Linked DNA regions of Mus musculus: region 1 is linked to region 2. Evidence: chromatin contacts called from public Hi-C data. All regions are on one chromosome and are shown on one strand. The core of a region is the stretch at or near the end of the contact, and the rest is flanking DNA. Distances in the headings are between cores, read along the strand shown.

Region 1 (2,790 bases), core at 119-2,618, 110 kb after region 2:
TGTATAAAAATGAAGCTACTCAAGATATTTAAGACTATCTGAGGCTGGGTAGTGGTAGCACAGTCCTTAAATCCCAGCACCCCGGAGGCAGAGACAGAGACAGGCAGATCCTTCGCGTTTGAGGCCAGCCTGGTCTACAGAGTAAGTTCCTGAACAGCCGGGCTTCACAGAGAAACCCTGTCTCCAAAACAAGACAAAGCAAACAAAAAACCCAAAGACTGAGAACCTCATATTTACACCAGAAATTTTTATTATTTTAGTTAGAAAATCTTAGTAGGTACATTCATACGAATTCAACACTAGATTTTTTTTTAAAAGGTGGGATTTGTTGAAGACTGTCAAACCCAGAGTTAATATATACCCGAGTATTGGTTTCTAATCTAGATTAAAAGAGAATCCATGATCTCTACAAAAATATTAGCATCTCCATAATACTGGAGTGGGCTAGCAGTATTAAATTTACATATAAATATATATTGTGTCTTATTACTGTAGTTAAAAAAATTGAGAACACAAATACAGAAGAAGATAAGGGAAATCAAGAAGATTATAGGAAATACTGTGTAACCTATGAGCCATCAATAGGTGGCTTTCTTTTTTCTTTGCAAACCCTACCGACTCCTGAATTATTTAAGATACAAATATTTTGCTTCAGCCATAGTATTAAATGTATTTTTAAAAGATGAGATTTAAAAAAATCTCTAATGTCACTGATATCTTTAAATAGCTAGTTGTTGATGACATGTCTCCATTTGTCCCCAATTTTTATAGTGTTTGGTTGAAATATATAGCTATCTAAATAATATCTACAGAGCAACTGGCTGGTATTTTCCAAGTGTCTTTTGTTATAAAGCTTTATCTTTATTTTCTCCTCTTCAGAGTGTTCTTTGAGAACTCCATCCTCATGCTCTCATGTTTCCCTTCTATTTATGTTTTCTGGAATTGGAAGATGATTAGATTTTCTTACAGGAGTGCTGAATATGGAACAGTGCTAAGTCTGAGCACACATGCTCTCATCATTATTGTTTATTAACTGGACTATGCCTGTAGAGAGATCCCTCCATTAACAATTATAGTTGATGCTTTGAAAACACACATTTGGAATTGTGAGTTTAAGAAAGTCTTATAAGAGTATTGCCTAAAACTATTTTTAGAACTTAGAAAAAGTTAAAAATGTTATAAATGTATGGGATATATGTAGACAGTAGATTATCATTTCCTATCATAAAGCACAAACCTTTACAGAAAGTAAAACTTGTCAAAACTTTCCTGGTAGTGTACAGCTGTCCATGGCTTCATTCACAGTTGAGACGTGGACAAGCATAAAGATGTTAGCGTTAACTGCACAAGCTGCATTGTTGCTGTGGTGGGTGCTCAGTGCCAAGAACATCTGCTTAAAACTGTGACACACATAACTCCTGTGCAAGTCAGACATGTCTCCAGAGCATCGCTTATCACAGTAAAAAGGAAATCTTTCAGCTGCTGGTTTACCAAGCCAGCTTAGATAAATCATTGAGAACCTGCCTCAAAATAAAAAGTGAAAAGATAGTGGGGAGATAGCTCAGTCATAAAGACCTTGTCTGTAGCATGCATGAGATCCTGTGTTCAATGCCCAGTAATGTAAAAGGGAAAAGGAAAAAGCAGCCTTTCTTACATGTTTTTCACATTACAGAATACAAAGTAAGTGTTAAATTAAATTATGTTGCTGGTTCGGCTTCTGGTCAGCAGTAGGGTACTAGTATTTGAAAAAAGATACAGATTTTGGGAGGTCGTCTTCTTTTCCTTCTCCTCCTTTCCTCCTTCTCCTTCTCTTCCCTCCTCTTCCCTCCTCCTACTCCCTCCTCCTCCTTTCTCCTTTCTCCTCCTTCTCCTCCTCCTCCTCCTCCTCCTCCTTTTTCTTCTTCCTCCTTCTTCCTCCTTCTTCCTCCTCCTTCTTTTTTTTTTCCTAATCCCTGAACTGCTTGCTAGTCAGCTACAATTGGTTAATCTGAAACAGCTCCTGTAAGGAAAGGTGGAATAAACTCTATAGACAATTTGTCTTCAGCTAGCGGATTTGAAATGGTAAATTGGGAATCCAGCATCTTTGTATGGTAGCTGATAAGCTGTTCTTAAATCCTTATGCTAAGTAATGGATTTAGATTTATAAGCATTTGATGTTTTTAAGTCTTTTTTTTTAAAAGCTTTTTGCTATTTTTATTTTTGTAGATACTCAGATTGTCTGATGTTTTATTGGTGGTTCTACCAGTTTCTTGAGTCCTTTTAATGAGTCCATGAGAAATAACTTGAAAATGTGCTTTCTTTGTGCTGTGACAGCATACTTACACATTTTTTATCTTGGATATGTAAGCTGTCACTGCTTTATGGATTCTTCCTTTTAAAAAGAAATTTAAATGTTATTATTCCTGTGTGTATGTGTGTATGTATGCGTATAACTTCTAGGAGTCACTTCCTACCTTCTGGCAAGGTCTTGCTGTTTCTCTTGTTCTAGTTAGCCCAGTTCTTTTGAGACAGTTTTCCTCCTTTCTAGTTGTAGGAGTGTTGAGATTATAGATACACAACATTGCATCTGGTTTTCTTTTTTGTCCCCCACTGCACAGGGTTTCTCTGTGTAAACCAGGCTGTCCTCGAACTCTCAGAGATGTGCCTGCCTTTGCCTCCCAAGCGCTTTGATTAAAGGTGTGCGCCTGGTGCACCTGGCTTTCTTGTGTGGATTCAAATAATTGAATTTAGGCCATTTCACTTGTGTGGCAAGTGCTTTTACCTGCTGAGCTATCTCATCAGCCTGTTTCT
Region 2 (2,888 bases), core at 74-2,573:
CTTTAGCTGACAGCTGTAGCATATATACATTGCAGTGGCTTTTTTTTTTTTTCCTTGCTACTCTGCTTCCGGTCAGATACTTCACAGATGTAGCTATTTTCAGAGAAAAAACTTACCAGGTTTCCTCCAGAGGCTGCCAGATACTGTGCGGGTATTTGACAAAAGTACCATCCATTCTGTTACCCCAAACCCAGAAAGAATAAAACCAGGCAGCAAGGCATTAAAAAAAAAATTCTTGGAAGATAGAGAAAGGTCTTGCTCACACAAAGACAAGAATAAGGTGATGACGCCCAGTAGCCTCATTTCCAGAATCCTGTCTCTTCTCCTCCACTCTCTACCTCCATCCTGGGTCAGTACTGTGGCCTCTGCCACACAACAAGTATAAAGAACAAGAATGTTTCACCTTGGCCTTCAGGCCGTTTGCCACCCCAGCCGCTTCACTCTTTTTTTTTTTTTTTTCTGTTTTTTTTTTTTTTTTTTTCGAGACAGGGTTTCTCTGTGTAGCCCTGGCTGTCCTGGAACTCACTTTGTAGACCAGGCTGGCCTCCAACTCAGAAATCCGCCTGCCTCTGCCTCCCGAGTGCTGGGATTAAAGGCGAGCGCCACCACGCCCGGTTGTCTCTTCACTCTTAACAGCAATTCTAGGAATGTGACAGACTGAGGACCTAGTTAGTGATTTCAGTGTTGGGTAGACATAAGTATGAGTGAACTTGTGTTTATAAATGAATACCAAACTTCAAAAAAAAAATACAATTAAAGCAAAAGTAGGAGGAAATACAAATAACTTCAGAACAAAAATAGCTTTGAAAAGAAAGCCTCAGAGTGGAAGAAGTAGTCTTCTGAATACAAATGATCAGCCCTGAAACATACGTGCAAGTAACATGCAGATTAAGCAGGCTATATTTAGGAATATGTAGCTCAGCATGTGGCACATGCATTTAATCTCAGCACTTGGGAGGCGGAGGCAGTTGGATTGCTGTGAGTTCAAGACCAGCCTGATCTACACAGCAAGTTTCGGGACAACCAGGGCAACATAGTGAGACCCTGTCTCAAAATAAAACAAATAAAAAACAAAAGCAAAAGCCAAACAAAAAGGAGATTAGACACACACACACGGATATAAGGGGGAAATGATGTAATTAAATTATTAAAATTTTAAAAACAAAAGAAAAACTTTTTTTTTAATGCCCTACTGTCTGGTTTTCATCTTTCTGAGTTTGAGGCAACAACATAGCTTTTGAGGCAAATGTATAGCATATGGTAGCCTCTGGGGAAAACCGTGTTAGTCTCATCTCTGAAAACAGCTGTACATTGCTGCCCACTGTCTACCACTTGCAGGTGCAGAGACAGGAAGTAAAGCTAGCCACACAGGCAGCAAGGACAAGGAGGTCTGGGGGTGTAAGGAAAGCTGTCATGAGTTGCATCAATAGCTAAGAAGAAAAATGAACCCTTAAAGGATCTGGCACCATAGGACATCATTCATGTGTGAGTGTGTGTGGGCTTTCTATCTCTACAGTACCTTGTGTGTGGTGAGGGGGTTGGCCTTATATTACAGTGTGTGTGTGTGTGTGTGTGTGTGTGTGTGTGTGTGTGTGTGATTTCTTTCTCTACAGTATAGTGTGTGTGTGTGTGTGTGTGTGTGTGTGTGTGTGTATTTGCATTTTAGCTGTTTGTTTTTGAGAAAGAGTCTGGTTGTACAGTTCAGGCTGACCTCAAACTTGCAATCCTGCCTCCACCTCCCACCCCCTTGGCATTGGGATTGCAGACATGCACTACCATGTGTAGCCATCAATATTTTATTTATCAAAACATTACATAATCACACTGAACACCTAGAATTCTGTCCTTTTTTCATTTCTTGCCTCTGTGATTTTTCACTATATTTCTTTATAGTGTCACAATCTACTTGGCATTTTAATGTCTCAAGTTTTTATTATGTCCAAACTTACCCTGCTGCTAAAGATTGAGTTTGTTGCTGTTCCCTTGAGTTAAGAGTGAATGGATATCTTTGTAGCAAGCACCTTTCTCCTTCAGTAATTTATTATCTATTATAGTGAAAAGCCCATGGTTGCTTTCAACAAATATCTATTAAACAAAACAAGTTATTTATAATCAATTATCAAGAGTGACGCTATAGGTTAAATATTAAAACAATTCTGGTATAAGCAAGCTGAGTATCTCTTGATACAGATCACTACAAAAAGCTTTCTAAGGGGATTTTACTAATGTGCAAGATCAAAAGATAACACAACTTTCCAGTGATAACATTATTTTTAAATCTTGCTAATTAACAAGAGCTCAAGTTGTGGGAAGGTTGTTGAAATGAAAGGTCACGAAAAGTCTGGGTCACTATGGAAAATGTGGGTCATGTGTCTGGTTGTCTTTAAAGTCTACACTTGACTTCTGTTTAATTTTTCTGATTTAAAGGCAGAGTATGTAAGGAGATCAGTTAACCACCCAAAGTTTGACTTTTCAGTTTTAGGCTGAAGAGCAGAAGTAGCTCCCTTCCAAGGTAAGGGTGGGCTAGAGAGGAAGACCATACGCGCTACAGGAGGCAGCTCCTCAGCTGTCTCCAGGAAAGTCTCCAGCTTCACTGGGAGTTCCCTATAGAATCAGGGGCTTTGTCTCAGACTGGCTGAAGCAAACACTCCAGGTAATTTTAGGGCACATTGAGTCGGAAAAACAATGCTTTTATATAGCAAAATTGCTACTGCCAGGAATGAAGCACAAAGCAAAAATTTAAAGCATGAATATGAATATAAAATAGTAAACAGAGGCAGTAAGGTGGTTCAGCTGATAAAAGTGTCACATACCTACCACCTGACTTTCAGTACCAAAGCCCCACAGTAGAAATGTTGTGAAAAGTATTAAAGAATGTCACCACCCTG

What was found. A called contact is a pair of places that touch in the nucleus more often than the background predicts.
Region 1: a Hi-C map of the G1E-ER4 cell line shows a contact between it and region 2, with 1.7 times the contacts expected there. The contact joins two enhancer-like sites. A contact is called at or near these places in 1 of 15 datasets of contacts at CTCF or cohesin (CD8 T cells), 8 of 484 Hi-C or Micro-C datasets (the Ba/F3 cell line, the G1E-ER4 cell line, the HPC-7 cell line and 3 more), 2 of 115 datasets of contacts at active chromatin or transcription factors (embryonic stem cells and large pre-B cells) and 2 of 9 other capture datasets (adipose tissue and liver).

The regions. Positions count from the first base shown.
Region 1 is chr11:21,285,128-21,287,917 of GRCm38.p6, forward strand. The region is part of intron 7 of Vps54 (VPS54 GARP complex subunit); the gene reads left to right. Among named protein-coding and RNA genes, the nearest start is that of Vps54, 47 kb to the left of the region's middle. Within about 2 kb of position 1,369, at least 2 of the 459 cell types and tissues checked have an H3K27ac peak or open chromatin away from gene starts, as enhancers often do. A contact at or near this core is called in the G1E-ER4 cell line, where this site is marked.
Region 2 is chr11:21,179,473-21,182,360 of GRCm38.p6, forward strand. No RefSeq gene overlaps it. Among named protein-coding and RNA genes, the nearest start is that of Vps54, 58 kb to the right of the region's middle. Within about 2 kb of position 1,324, at least 71 of the 459 cell types and tissues checked have an H3K27ac peak or open chromatin away from gene starts, as enhancers often do. A contact at or near this core is called in the G1E-ER4 cell line, where this site is marked.